Linked DNA regions of Nomascus leucogenys: region 1 is linked to region 2. Evidence: chromatin contacts called from public Hi-C data. All regions are on one chromosome and are shown on one strand. The core of a region is the stretch at or near the end of the contact, and the rest is flanking DNA. Distances in the headings are between cores, read along the strand shown. Region 1 holds the start of PTPDC1 (protein tyrosine phosphatase domain-containing protein 1). Region 2 has its middle 33 kb from the start of ZNF169.

Evidence for each region. A called contact is a pair of places that touch in the nucleus more often than the background predicts.
Region 1: a contact with region 2 is called in a Hi-C map of a lymphoblastoid cell line, with 4 times the contacts expected there. The contact joins the promoter of PTPDC1 here to the enhancer-like site in region 2. A contact is called at or near these places in 2 of 4 Hi-C or Micro-C datasets (a lymphoblastoid cell line and an unstated tissue).

Annotation. Positions count from the first base shown.
Region 1 is chr1a:40,314,204-40,321,048 of Asia_NLE_v1, reverse strand. It overlaps PTPDC1 (protein tyrosine phosphatase domain-containing protein 1), which reads left to right and starts at 3,225. Exons shown (of 10, transcript XM_012500628.2): 1 at 3,225-3,455.
Region 2 is chr1a:40,170,649-40,177,252 of Asia_NLE_v1, reverse strand. No RefSeq gene overlaps it. Among named protein-coding and RNA genes, the nearest start is that of ZNF169, 33 kb to the right of the region's middle. Within about 2 kb of position 2,217, the one cell type or tissue checked has an H3K27ac peak away from gene starts, as active enhancers do. A contact at or near this core is called in a lymphoblastoid cell line, where this site is marked.

The sequences.
Region 1 (6,845 bases), core at 1,976-4,475, 140 kb before region 2:
AGATATGTTACGTAAAAAATAAGTTATGAAACAGTACATATGATATGATCTTATTTTAAAGTACACTTATATTTAAATAAATGTTCATAGAAAAATGTCTTGGACAATGTAAACCACTACGTGTATTCCTCATACTTTTCTGCCTTTCTTGAAACTTATATTCAATGAACATGTATATTATAAAGATAGATGTATTTTCATTTTTAAAGAAAAAATGATATTCAAAACCTTGGGAAGAGAGTTTATCTGTGATGTGTAATTTTTGTGTCATAATGATGCTACAGTTTTAAGCCCTTAGAAATTTAGAAAACTAAAGAATTTACATATAACTAAATAATTTATGTATAAATAATACAGTGATTTTTTTTTCCACGGGGGAATCCTGTTGTTATTGAGTTGGAACTCCAAGAAGGTTGTTAGGTAAACATGGAATGAAAGTAAAACCCACATATTACTCAAATTTGTGGAATAACCATCCAAGTTACAGTAGAGAAATGAGGTTTACATAGTCCAGATTTCCCATGCAATGCTTATTTAAAATACTAAAGTCATTTAATTTTTGGTTACAAAATATAATCCTAATAGCTATAGAATACACCTTTCGAATGGCTGGAATACAGTATTTATATCCAGTCGTAAGATGTGAAAATCAACTAGAGACTCTGTGCTATTGAGTTTGCTGAAGAAAACATCACACACGACCTCTATCCTTGATTCTGCTCTCTATCCAATTTTATAATCTTTTCATGGATCCAAATGAAATCTCATCCCCTCCCTAGGGAGGCATGTTTAAACACTCTCAACTCCCTATCCCACTACTTTTCCTCTCACCCTTGGCAGATAATCTGGTTGGCCTAACTAGGGTTATCCATCTATCCACTAGTCGGGGAAACACAGTGCATCTTAATAATGCCACCAAGACTACACACAAGGTGGAGAAATAATTTCCCCAAAGCAAGGGAAGGAGTGGATGCTATGACCAAAGGATGCAAACTCCCTAGCATGGCACACATGATCCATCATGACAGGACACTAACTCCTCAATATGTTCTTCTACCCCCTTTCTTCATAGCCAGTGTCACATATGCTGGCTTCTCTCGCATCAACATGCTTTTAGACTACCTGATCCCTCTGCTTGGACTGCCATTCCACTTACTTAGTTTGATCCGCTCAAGCTTGATTTTCAAGACTCAGGTCTATCGTTTCTTTAGAAAGTCTTCTCTAACGAAAATCCCTCTTTTTCCCTCTCTCCAGCCAGGTTGGATACTCTTCTCATGTGCTCCCATACCGCCCAAATACTGTTATCATGATGTGTTCTAATTGTTTGTATACTTGTCTGTCTCCCCATAGACTGTGGGCAGGCGTAATGTCTAATTCACCTTCGAATTGTTAATGCTCAGTGCAGCACAAGTATACACAAGACATTGTTTATTAAATGTATGAAACCAATCCATTACTTTTTTTTTTTTTTTTTGAGATGGAGTCTTGCTCTGTGGCCCAGGCTGGAGTGCAGTGGTGCGATCTCTGCTCACTGCAACCTCCGCCCCCTGGGTTCAAGCAATTCTCCTGCCTCAGCCTCCCTAGTAGCTGGGATTACAGGGGTGCACTACCACCCCTGGCTAATTTTTGTATTTTTAGTAGAGAAGAGGTTTCTCCATGTCGGCCAGGCTGGTCTCAAATTCCTGACCTCATGTGATCCACCCACCTCGGCCTCCCAAAGTGCTGGGATTACAGGCTTGAGCCACCGTGCCCGGTCTCCATTACTTATTAACAAGCCCAAGTATGGGCACTGTTCTCTGTAGGACAGTGCTGAGAAATACCAAGTCAACATTTTCAAATCTCTTTTCATCTGTTGCTTACTAAAACCATTTTTTTACATCATTACCATACTAGTGTTTAGATGTGTCACACTATTTTTGCATTGGTGTATTATATGGGGCCTGCTTCCTGAGCCACAGGGCAGTATGGTATCTTCATCTTGTTTGTCGATTCTTGCCAGCTTTAGGCAGAGTGTCCTTTGTGGACTCTGCACAGAAAATTACATTCTTAGGTCCATGTGCTTGCAAGTCTGCAGCCAACTGGTATCAGACCATCTGGTCAATCTAACAGCCTCTCTGCATTCACAGTTTGTCACCATTTCTATCTTCTAGAGTCATCTGCAACATGGGGCTAGTAATGCCTACCTAGAGAAATTAAATGTGAAAATATATGTAAAGCATCCAGTATAGGGTCTGCCACAGAGTATGTATTTGCCTAGTGAGTTGTTCTGCACATGCAGGGGAAGGACTTATTTCTACTGAGCCGTGAGACACAAGACCACTTGCGAGGGTGAAAAAACAAGATGCAGCAGAGATTGCTAGTTGCTTAATTAAATTCATTCTTCCCTTCATTTTGGAAAGAAGATTTTTAAGGGCATCAATGTGCCAAGTTAAGATTATAGTTTCCAGCTCTGCGAGGTCATGATGCTAAATTCGAGTCTGTAAGATGTAGTTAGAAGGTTTTGTGTGGGACTTCCAGAAAGGCCCTTTCTAAAATAAGGATGTGATGGCTGGAGCTCCAACTACTATTTTGGCCCATAACGCAAATTTGTGGACACAAGCCAGGCTAGGCTGTACGGATGACAGAGCCGAACGAGCTTAGGTACCTTCCTCCCACTTTCTTTTATGGGAGAGGGGAAAAGCCCCTCGTGAGTTTAGGATACTGGAATCTGGGGGTTCCTGTTACACGCAGGCAAACCCCGTCAGCCACTCTGTAAACTGCTGGGTCTTGCTCTCACCCAGATTCTGCTCCTCGGATTTCTCTGAACCACCTGGGGCCGCGAATCCGTTAAGAGTTGGGACGATAGGACCAGTAGAAGCAGGAGGAACAACACAGGAAGCGCGCCCGGAGAGAGGCGGCCAGTCGCCGGGTTCCGTCCGCTCTGCTCCAGGGCTCTCGTGGCTCTTCATTCACTCATCTCGACCCTGTGGCCGGGGAGCGCTTGGAGCTAGGTCCGCCGCGGTCCTTCTTGGCTCATGCCGTCCCCTTACTTAGGGTCCCCTTTCCGCACCCGCGCCATCCCCTCAGCGTCCCTCACGGTTCCCTCACCGCCCCCGCCCGTTGGAAAATGCCTAGAGCCACCGCTCTCGTCACGGTCCGCTTCAGGCCTCCATTGGCCAGCACACGTCACGTGAGGCGTGTGGCGGTTGACATTGGCTGGCGAGCGGGCGCGCTGAGGGCAGCGCCGGTGACCCGGCCTCTGCCTCCAGGGCGCGTCAAGAGCAGCAGGCATCGGTGCCGCGCCGTGAGGGTGCGCAGAGGCTGCCCTCGGGCCCGCTACCTACAGACCCTCCGCGGGGCAGCGTCTCCCGGCCGGCCGCGCCCTGGTCCCCCGACCGCAGACGACTTGCGACACGGACGGCGCGTCCTGCTGACCCCAGCCGGCGCCGAGGGCTTGGGATCCCGAGCGGGAAAAGGTTCGGAATTCGCAGCTAGTTTAGCCGCACACTCAGTATGGTTCTTTCAGATTTGTTTTTTTAAACGTCTAGTTATTAAGTGATGCGTGGTTGGAGGCAAATCATTGAGGGTCGTGAGCTTGAAACTAAAGTTTAAAGGTCTTGGATTTGAGGGTCTCACATTCAGATGTCTGCAGGGACCAGGCTGGGAGATGCTGGGAGAACCCCCACGTTCTGGGGTGGCGAGCGCCTCTCAACTGCCGCTCGGAGCGATCTCAGATTTTTCTCTCAACTACCGCTCGGAGCGATCTCAGATTTCTCATGAGAAGTTGAATATCGGGATTTTTATGTGAAATCTCTTGATTTGTAAATGTTGGCAATCAATTTAAAAAAAAAGAAGAAACATTGGAAGCCAGACAAAAGACATTTATAAGCTGGTTCTAGTCTGCCAGTTTGTGACCTCTAATTTAGGTCTAATTCTGCCACTAAATTAGTCACGTGACCTTGACCAAGTCACTTATCTCTCAGACATGCATTCTCAACATGGGTGATATTGCTCGTGTTCTTAGGGGGCAAAAAGATCCTAGATATTACCGTTCTTTGTGGCCTTCCAAAGAGCCTGAAAACAAGCAGATATACATTATACCTATGTCATTGAAATTTTATGGGGTTGGCAGATTCGGAAATAAAATGTCTAAAACGTCTCCTGGGAGGAGAGGGGGAAAATCAAGAAAAGGTTGAGAAACACTGCTTTAGGGAGGTGGATAAGCAGATGATCCTGCGATAGTTGTGTATGTGGAAGGATTAAAATATACTAGCATTCATAGACTGAGAGCCAGAAAACTCCAAGAGATCATCTTATAGAAGTTCCATAACAGGCACTGTTAGCACACACACGTACAGGTACATACATATATACACACATACATATGTCCACACAATTTTATTTGATCTCCACAACAAAGTGTCATTTCATTTACTGTGTGGGAAAACAAGCTCAGAGGGTTTGAGTGACTTGTCACAGTCAGAGCTATTAATATTAAATGGAAGAACTGGAATTTAAATCCAAGTCTATGTGGCTCCAAAATCACCCACTCATCCTGTTGGTTCCCAGCTTGTCCAGTTGTGTCCAGACCTCTTAGTGCACAAGAATTCCACCTTGTGGCTTTTTAAAAATGCAAAATCTCAGCTCCCACTCCAGAAATGAGGATTCAGTATCAGCGACAGGGCTGGAGGATCTGCATTTTCACACCCTTCTAGGGTGATTCCAATATTGGTGACCCAGGGACCATTTTAACAACAATTGTTCTAGTCTAATTTCCCACCCAATCCCAGAGTCTTCATGGGGTTGTACCCAAGGAGCTTAGCCATTACTTTTTGTTTCTTTTTAGTTTTTGAGGCTAGAGTGCAGTGACGCAATTACAGCTCACCGAGGTTGCAGCCTCAACCTCCTGGGTTCAGGTAATCCTCCCACCTCAGTCTCCCAAGTAGCTGGGACTACAGACATGTGCTACCATGCCTGGCTAATTTTTTTTTTAATTTTTTTGTAGAGACAGGGTTTTACCATCTTGCCCAGACTGGTTTTGAACTCCTGGGCTCAAACGATCTGCCCACCTCAGCTTCCCAAAGTGCTGGGATTACAGGTATGAACCACTGCATGCAGCCCATTAGTATTAACAGGACTGTTGGACAGGTATGAATAGAATCCTTTACAAATTCTTATAAAGCTAGGAGGGAAATGAAGTGAGTACAGACTAAGAAGGGAAAAAGCAAAAAGATTACGGATACTGGTTTGCAAAGTAAGATAACAAATATTTATTGAATACTTAAATGCCAGGTGTTGTGGTAGGAACACACACACACACCCCTTTCTTCATCCTCACAACAATCAAGAAGAGTAAATATTATAGTCCTCATTTTATAGAAGAAATTGAAGCTCAGAATGATTCATATAGCTGACAGTGAACAGTCAAGACTGAAACACAGAACTTCTGATTCTAAAATATAGTTTAACATACTTGAAATAGAATTTTTGATCAGCAGTTATATACAGTTGGACTATAAATGAATGTTTTTATGTATAGGTAATGCATATTAGGCACTATTTCACAGTTCCCTGGATTTGAGTTATTTGAAGATGGCCAGAGGGGATTTTCACTTCCAACCAAGATGAAATAAGAGAAATTAGATATTTATTAATACCCTTCTGCCTAAAACAACTAGAAAACTGGACAACATATATAAGAAAATGTCTTTTGGATTTTGGAAAGAAAGCAGCTGAGGACCTAGATCTCTGAGAGAAGAGAAACAAACACAGAGAGTTTACCATTGCATCAGCTGTCTCCCTGGGGGCAGTTTCCAGGCTTCAGTGCAGGGAGGGGGACTAAGACAGAGCTTTCCCGGAGGTGTGCAGAGAGCAGAGTTCAGTGTGGCCAAGGTGGCTAGAATTTGCAGAGTCAGGTCCTGGCTAATTTCTAAAGAAAAGAGGTCTGATTGTCTCATGGTTCTGCAGGCTGTGCAGGAAGCATGGCAGCATCTGCTTTTGGGGAGGCCTCATGGTGGAAGGCAAAGTGGGAGCAGGAGCAGGAGGAAGGGCGGGGAGGCGCTACACACTTTTAGACAACCAGATATCATGAGAACTCTACCACAACATCAAGGGGATGATGCAAAACCATTCATGAAGGATCCACCCTCATGACCCAGTCACCTCCCACAGGCCCCACCTCCAACATTGGGGAACACAATTCAACATGAGATTTGGGTGGGGACACAGATCCAAACCATATTAGACATGTTTTCAATAGGCTTTAGGATACAGAGATAAACAAGACATGAATAGACTCAAGGAACTCAGTCTAGTATGGTCCATTTCAGTTTGACAGTTGTGTCACGAGGGTACCTATACTGGCTTTTCCATTCTCTAGAGACATAAAGGTGAACCAGTCATAACTTATCCTCATGACCCCATGTTCTACAGGGGAGACTGTCAGGTATACATGTTTCATTACATTACAGCTGAAGAGCAAAGAGTGAGGGCAGGGAAAACTTCACAAAAAAAGTGATGACTGGTCCAAGTTTGTCACCAACATGCTCTGTCACTCTCCATACTGTATCATGTGGGACAAGGAAGGACCTTCTCTGGGACATGGTTCATAACTTCTTATATACAAAATAGCCAGGGCTAGTGTCCCAGCTGCTCCAAAATTCCATGATTCTAATATGGTAATAATTGTTTTTCTCATCCAAATGTTTTAAGAAAATAGTCCAAATTTTAAAATATGGTAAAAAATGTTTTATCTAAGTCTAATCTTAATGATATCCTTTCAGATTAAGTTTTTGCTAATGAATTTCCTGGAACAACTTGTTCCATTAGTCCCTTTACTTAATGGTTTTATGTAATGTTCATTTGAA
Region 2 (6,604 bases), core at 968-3,467:
AATGCCAGGGACTCTCTCTACTACTCCAGATTATTTACACTAACATTCAAGCCTCCTAACAGTGCTGGACAAAACTTATGTGTCAAATATGCCTCATTGTTATGTTTAGCCCATGAGTGCCCTGGCTGTGCCTGGAATTCTGGGCACATACAAAGATGGAGAGGGCTATTGATAGATTGGGTGGTAGAAGGCATTTCCCAGGGGGAAAATAATGAGGGTGAAGACCAGGGGACAGGTAAGCATGATGGTGTATATGGGAAAAAGGAAACAGTCCATCTAACAGCATGTTGGGTACACGAAAAGGGGGAGTTGGAGATGAGACTGGAACATTAGCTGGACTGTGTAGGCCATGAGTGTGGGTCTAAGATGCCTACTTCCTGTTTAATAGGCAATTAGGAATCCTCAGACATGGTTTCAGAGCTGAGGACATGGCCACCTGTGCCCCTGCAGGACATCGTGCCTCAGTTTTCACTCAGACTGTCTCAGGGTTTCCATAGTTAGTCTGGGGTAGACTCTCAGTACTCCCACCACATGTCCTTCCCCTCATGGTCTCTGGGAGGCCCAGCCTCACTCACTATCAGAAAAGTGCTATCAGCAGTCTCATACCACTGAGATGCTGCAGCCTGAAGACCTGAGAAAGCTTCTGGAATGCAACACGACCACAAGATCTCATTCTCTGCGCTTGTCTACATGGAAATCTCTCTATGCCTCATAGCTGTAAAATGGAGATAACAGCACCTGCTTTAGAGGAGTGCTATGTGGATTAAGTAAGATAATAAGAGTGCATAGCATAGGGCCTGGCACTAATCTGCCCTGGCCTTCCCTCCAGCACATTCCATACACAGACTTGTCCAGTGTGTGGGCATCACCTGAGAAGTAGCCACTCAGTTTATGTCTTTCAGAAAACACAAACAATCCGTGGTCACAGAACAGAGATGACTGGTGATTCAGATTTCCAGTACATTAGGAGGCACCTGCGAAGGTACTTCCCTTGGCCTCCTGGGAGCCATCAGTGAGCTCTCCAGAAGAGCAGTATGATGCAGATAGTCATGTTTCTTCTCATTCATGGGTTGAACTTGGGCAGCATCTCCCTTTCTCTGATCCTCACTTGCTTTGTTGAAATAGGGTTGATGTGAGGGGCCAGTGAGATAATACAGGTAAGGTGCTGCATGGTGGCCAGCACTACTAGCTCCTGATGGGGGCTGATTCTACCACGTGGGTGCCTGTGAGACTCAACTAAGGGGAGGAGCAGTCAGGATGGTCAGAAGCTCCCTTGTTGCTTTCTGGACCCTTGCTGTGACTCATCCCTTTGGGACTGGCTCTGTGGTAAGGGCTCTGTTGAAGTTCTGTGACACCCATGTGCCATGTCGCTTTCCATCTGGGAGCAGAGGCAGGCGCATCAGCTCCTTGGCTCTGTGCTGGTTCTGCTGGAAGGTTTTATAAGAGAACACTGTCCAGTAGAAATGTAGTGTGAGCTGCATGTGTAAGTTTACATTTTCTGGTAGTTACATTAAAAAGAATAAAAAGCAGGTGAAAATAATTGTAATATATTGATTTTATTTAACCCAATAGAGGTTGACTATTCCTAATCTGAAAGTCTAAAATTCAAAACACCAAAATCCAAACTGGGCATTGACATGATGCTCAAAGGATATGCTCATTGGAGCATTTCAGATTTTGGACATTTGGATTAGGATGCTCAACCAGTACGTATAATGTTAATGTGTCAAGTCCCCCATCCCCCCGCCCCGCAAAAAATCAGAAATTTGAAACACTTCTGGTCCCAAGCATAGAAAAGAGATACTCAACCCATATATTCAAAATATTATCATTATAATATATAATCAATATTAAAACATTAATGAGTTTTTTTATATGAAGTCTTCAAAATACCGTGTGTGTCATAAACACATCATGGAAAATAGTCTTAATTAGGACAAGTCACATTTCAAGAACTCAAATAGCCATTACTACGTGGCGGCTGATGGCTTCCTCATTGGAGAGTTTATGGCTTAGACTCCCCTTCCTGGAAACAGAGCCTTGCTGCCATCTTGTGGTTACTTTGTCAAATAACTCCTCAGGCACCCACCCTGGGCTGGCCCCGTCGAGGTCAATGAAGACAGAAGCTACATCCTTCCTGCCCTTCGGTGCCCTCAACCTAGAGTTCAGAGCAAAGAATGCAAAGTCCCAGAAGAGAAGCCTATCTACATGCCCTGAGATTTGAAACTGAAAAGGCTGTAAGATGAGGAAATCTTTCACAGATGTGGAGATGAGAAGGGGAAATCACCTGCTTGGGGTCATGTGATAAATACGTAGCTGCCCTGAGCTGAGGACAGCGTCGGCCCAGCCACCAGAGTATCATACCTAGACTGAGGCAATTGCCTAGAAAGTATTGGGGTTTTTTTGTTTTGTTTCTTTGTTTGTTTTTTACAAAGTAATGAATCCATTCATGTTTCAGAATGCAAAAGCAGTTTCCCATCCCCACTAATCCTAACTACCTAGTTCCCCTTTAGTGGGGCATCACAGGTAATGCTGTGATAAGCCTGTACACTTTATTATTATTATTTTGAGACAAAGTCTTAAGGCTGGAGTGCAGTGGCGTTGAGACAGGAGGCAGCCAAGGCACGCCCCCACCCTCAGACCCCCGACCCCCACCTTTAAGGCTGAAAAACCGGACTGCCGGTCCAGATGAAGCCCACCCTTTGCCCAACTGACTCTTTCTGAATATTGCCCACTTGTGAACTGGGAGGACTGGGTGGGGCCTCGGGAAGTTCACACCGTTTGTAGCAGGAGGGGCCTGGCCTCTGCTGTTCCTATGTGGTAACCTGGGATTCAATCACTCAGGTGGAGAGCCTGTTAGCAGGACTCCACCTCACTTTACTGAGTTGTTTTTCCTTTCTGCCTAATAAATTCCATTCCCCCTCACCCTTCAAAGTGTCTGTGAGCCTAATCATTCCTGGTCGTGTGACAAGAACCTGGTTTGTCCTACAACAGCATGATCACAGCTCACTGCAGCCTCGACCTCCCAAGCTCAAGGGATCCTCCCACCTCAGCCTCCTGGGTAGTTGGGATACGCGCATGAGCCACCACACGCAGCTAATTTTTGGTATTTTATGTAGAGACAGTTTCACCATGTTGCCTAGGCTACTCTCAAACTCCTGGGCTCAAGCAATCTCCCCTTCTTGGCCTCCCAAAATGTTGGGATTACAGGCACGAGCCACCATGCCCAGCCCCACATATTATTTTTACACGTGCAAGTATATCCATAGAATATACGGATATAGTATTCAAGAATAGTTTCTTGAAATGGAGTTGTTGGGCCCAAGGATATGTGCCTCTGTAATTTTGATAGATAAAGAATATCTTTTTTAAAAATCAGCTTTTAAAGATACAATCTACATATAAAAAATTCACTATTTTAAGTGTATAATTTGACAAATGTATATAGTTGTGTAACCGTCACCACGATCATGATGTAGAACATTGCCATCACTCCAGAAATTTCCCTAGTGGTCCTTAGCAGTTAATTTCCCCACTCCCACCTCAGCCTCTGACAACTACTGATCTGGATTCTGCCCTTATAATTATAGTGGCCTTTTCCAGAATATCATAGAAATGCAATAGAATGTAATCTTTTCTGTCTGGATATTTTCACTTTGCATATAGATCATGCAGTTCATCCATATTGTTGCGTGTATGATGTATCAAAGTACAGCAGATCCTAGAATAACATTTTGTCGAATATTGTCTTACTATAATGTTGATGAGAAAAAAAAAAATCAATTCCCTGCTGAGGCCACTGTCTGTGTGATGTTTGCACATTTTCCCCACTTCTGGATTGATTTTCTCTGGGTATTCTGGATTATTCCCACATCCCCAAAGATGTACATGCTAGGTTAATTGTTATGTCTACATGGTCCCAGTGTGAGTGAACTTGGGTGTGTGAGTGTGGCTCGGGATGGGACGGCATCCTGTCTGTAGTTGGCTCCCGCCTTGCACTCTGAGCTGCTGAGATAGGTTCCAGCCACCTGCAACCCTGAAGTGGAATAAGCAGGTTGGAAAGTGGATGAATGAGTCAATACAAATTATTGTTAAAAGAATTTCTGTAAAGTATATGATAATCCTACAATGCATGACATTAAAGAAAACAGTCTGAAAGCTCTCAGCAAGCCCTCTGTATTTGTGATTGTTTTTGAACTGCATGGTCGTAGCAGATGCTCCTGATAATTTTTGCTTTGCAAACATTTATTCTTTGATTCAATCCACCACCACTATGACCACTGTCACTTACTGATTCACCAAAAATTGTGTAAATAATGATCTTACTTGTTTTTATTAATCTTTCTCAAATGTATGTATAGCTCACTTCTATTTCAATGTTTAATATTAGAAGTATTTGAGGTCTTTATTTAGATATTTGATGATGTTTTAATGACAGAAATATGCCATAGGAACTTAACTCTTATATACATCAATTAGCCTATGGTAAAATTGGTTTCATTATATGTCATTTCACTTAAAGTTGTTATTTCCAAGAACCTATTGATGTTAAGTGAGGACTTTCTGCAATACCTTTTTTAAATTGTTAAGTGATATCATATTCTATAGATATATCAGTTTATCTGTTTACCAGTTGATGGACATTTTGTTTCCAGTTTGGGACTTCTATGAATAAAGCTCCTATGAACATTCAAGTCTTTTTTTTTTTTTTTTTTTCTCCGAGACGGAGTTTTGCTCTTGTTACCCAGCCTGGAGTGCAATGGTGTGATCTTGGCTTACTGCAACCTCCGCCTCCTGGGTTCAGGTGATTCTGCTGCCTCAGCCTCCCTGGTAGCTGGGATTACAGGCATGCACCACCACGCCTAGCTAATTTTCGCATTTTTAGTACAGACGGGGTTTCACCATGTTGGTCAGGCTGGTCTTGAACTCCTGACCTCAGGTGATCTGCCCACCTCAGCCTCCCAAAGTACTGGGATTAAAGGCGTGAGCCACCGCACCAGGCTGAACATTTGTCTTTAAAGTTTCCTTTCTCCTGAGTAAATACCTAGAAGTGGAATTTCTGGGTCAAATGAGAAGTGAATGTTTAGCTTTGTAAGAAACTGCCGGAGGTTCCAAGATGGCCAAATAGGAAGAGCTTCAGTCTACAGCTCCCAGTGTGAGCGATGCAGAAGATGGGTGATTTCTGCATTTCCAACTGAGGTACTGGGTTCATCTCACTGGGGCTTTTTGGACAGTGGGTGCAGGACAGTGCGTGCAGCCCACAGAGTATGAGCCGAAGCAGGGCGAGGCATCGCCTCACCCAGGAAGCACAAGGGGTCGGGGAATTCCCTTTCCTAGCCAAGGGAAGCTGTGACAGACAGCACCCGGAAAAACTGGGACACTCCCACCCTAATACTGTGCTTTTTTAAGGGTCTTAGAAAACGGCACACCAGGAGATTATATCCCACGCCTGGCTTGGAGGGTCCCACGCCCACAGAGCCTCGCTCACTGCTAGCACAGCAGTCTGAGATCAAACTGCAAGGCAGCAGAGAGGCTTGGGGAAGGGCACCCGCCATTGCTGAGGCTTCAGTAGGTAAACAAAGCTGCCGGGAAGCTCAAACTGGGTGCAGCCCACCGAAGCTCAAGGAGGCCTGCCTGCCTCTGTAGACTCCACCTGTGGGGGCAGGGCATAGCTGAACAAAAGGCAGCAGAAACTTCTGCAGACTTAAAAGTCCCTGTCTGACAGCTTTGAAGAGAGTAGTGGTTCTCCCAGCATGGAGTTTGAGATCTGAGAATGGACAGACTGCCTCCTCAAGTGGGTCCCTGACCCCCGAGTAGCCTAACTGGGAGGCACCTCCCAGTAGGGGCTGACTGACACCTCATACAGTCAGGTGCCCCTCTGAGATGAAGCTTCTAGAGGAACGATCAGACAGCAACATTTGCCATTCTGCAGTATTTGCTGTTCTGCAGCCTCCGCCGGTGATGCCAAGGCAAACAGGGTCTGGAGTGAACCTCCAGCAAACTCCAACAGACCTGCAGCTGAGGGCCCTGACGGTTAGAAGGAAAACTAACAAACGGAAAGGAGATACACACCAAAACCCCATCTGTATGTCACCATCATCAAAGACCAAAGGTAGATAAAACCACAAAGATGGGGAGAAACCAAAGCAGAAAAGCTGAAAATTCTAAAAATTAGAGCACCTCCTCTCCTCCAAAGGAACGCAGTTCCTCGCCAGCAGTGGAGCAAAGCTGGATGGAGAATGACTTTGACGAGTTGAGAGAAGAAGGCTTCAGACGATCAGTAATAACAAACTTCTCTGAGCTAAAGGAGGATGTTCGAACCCATTGCAAAGAAGCTAAAAACCTTGAAAAAAGATTAGACGAATGGCTAACTAGAATAAACAGTGTAGAGAAGACCTTAAATGACCTGATGGAGCTAAAGACCATGGCACGAGAACTATGTGACGCATGCACAAGCTTCAGTAGCCAATTCGATCAACTGGAAGAAAGGGTATCAGTGAATGAAGATCAAATGAATGAAATGAAGCGAGAAGAGAAGTTTAGAGAAAAAAGAGTAAAAAGAAACGAACAAAGCCTCCAAGAAATATGGGACTATGTGAAAAGA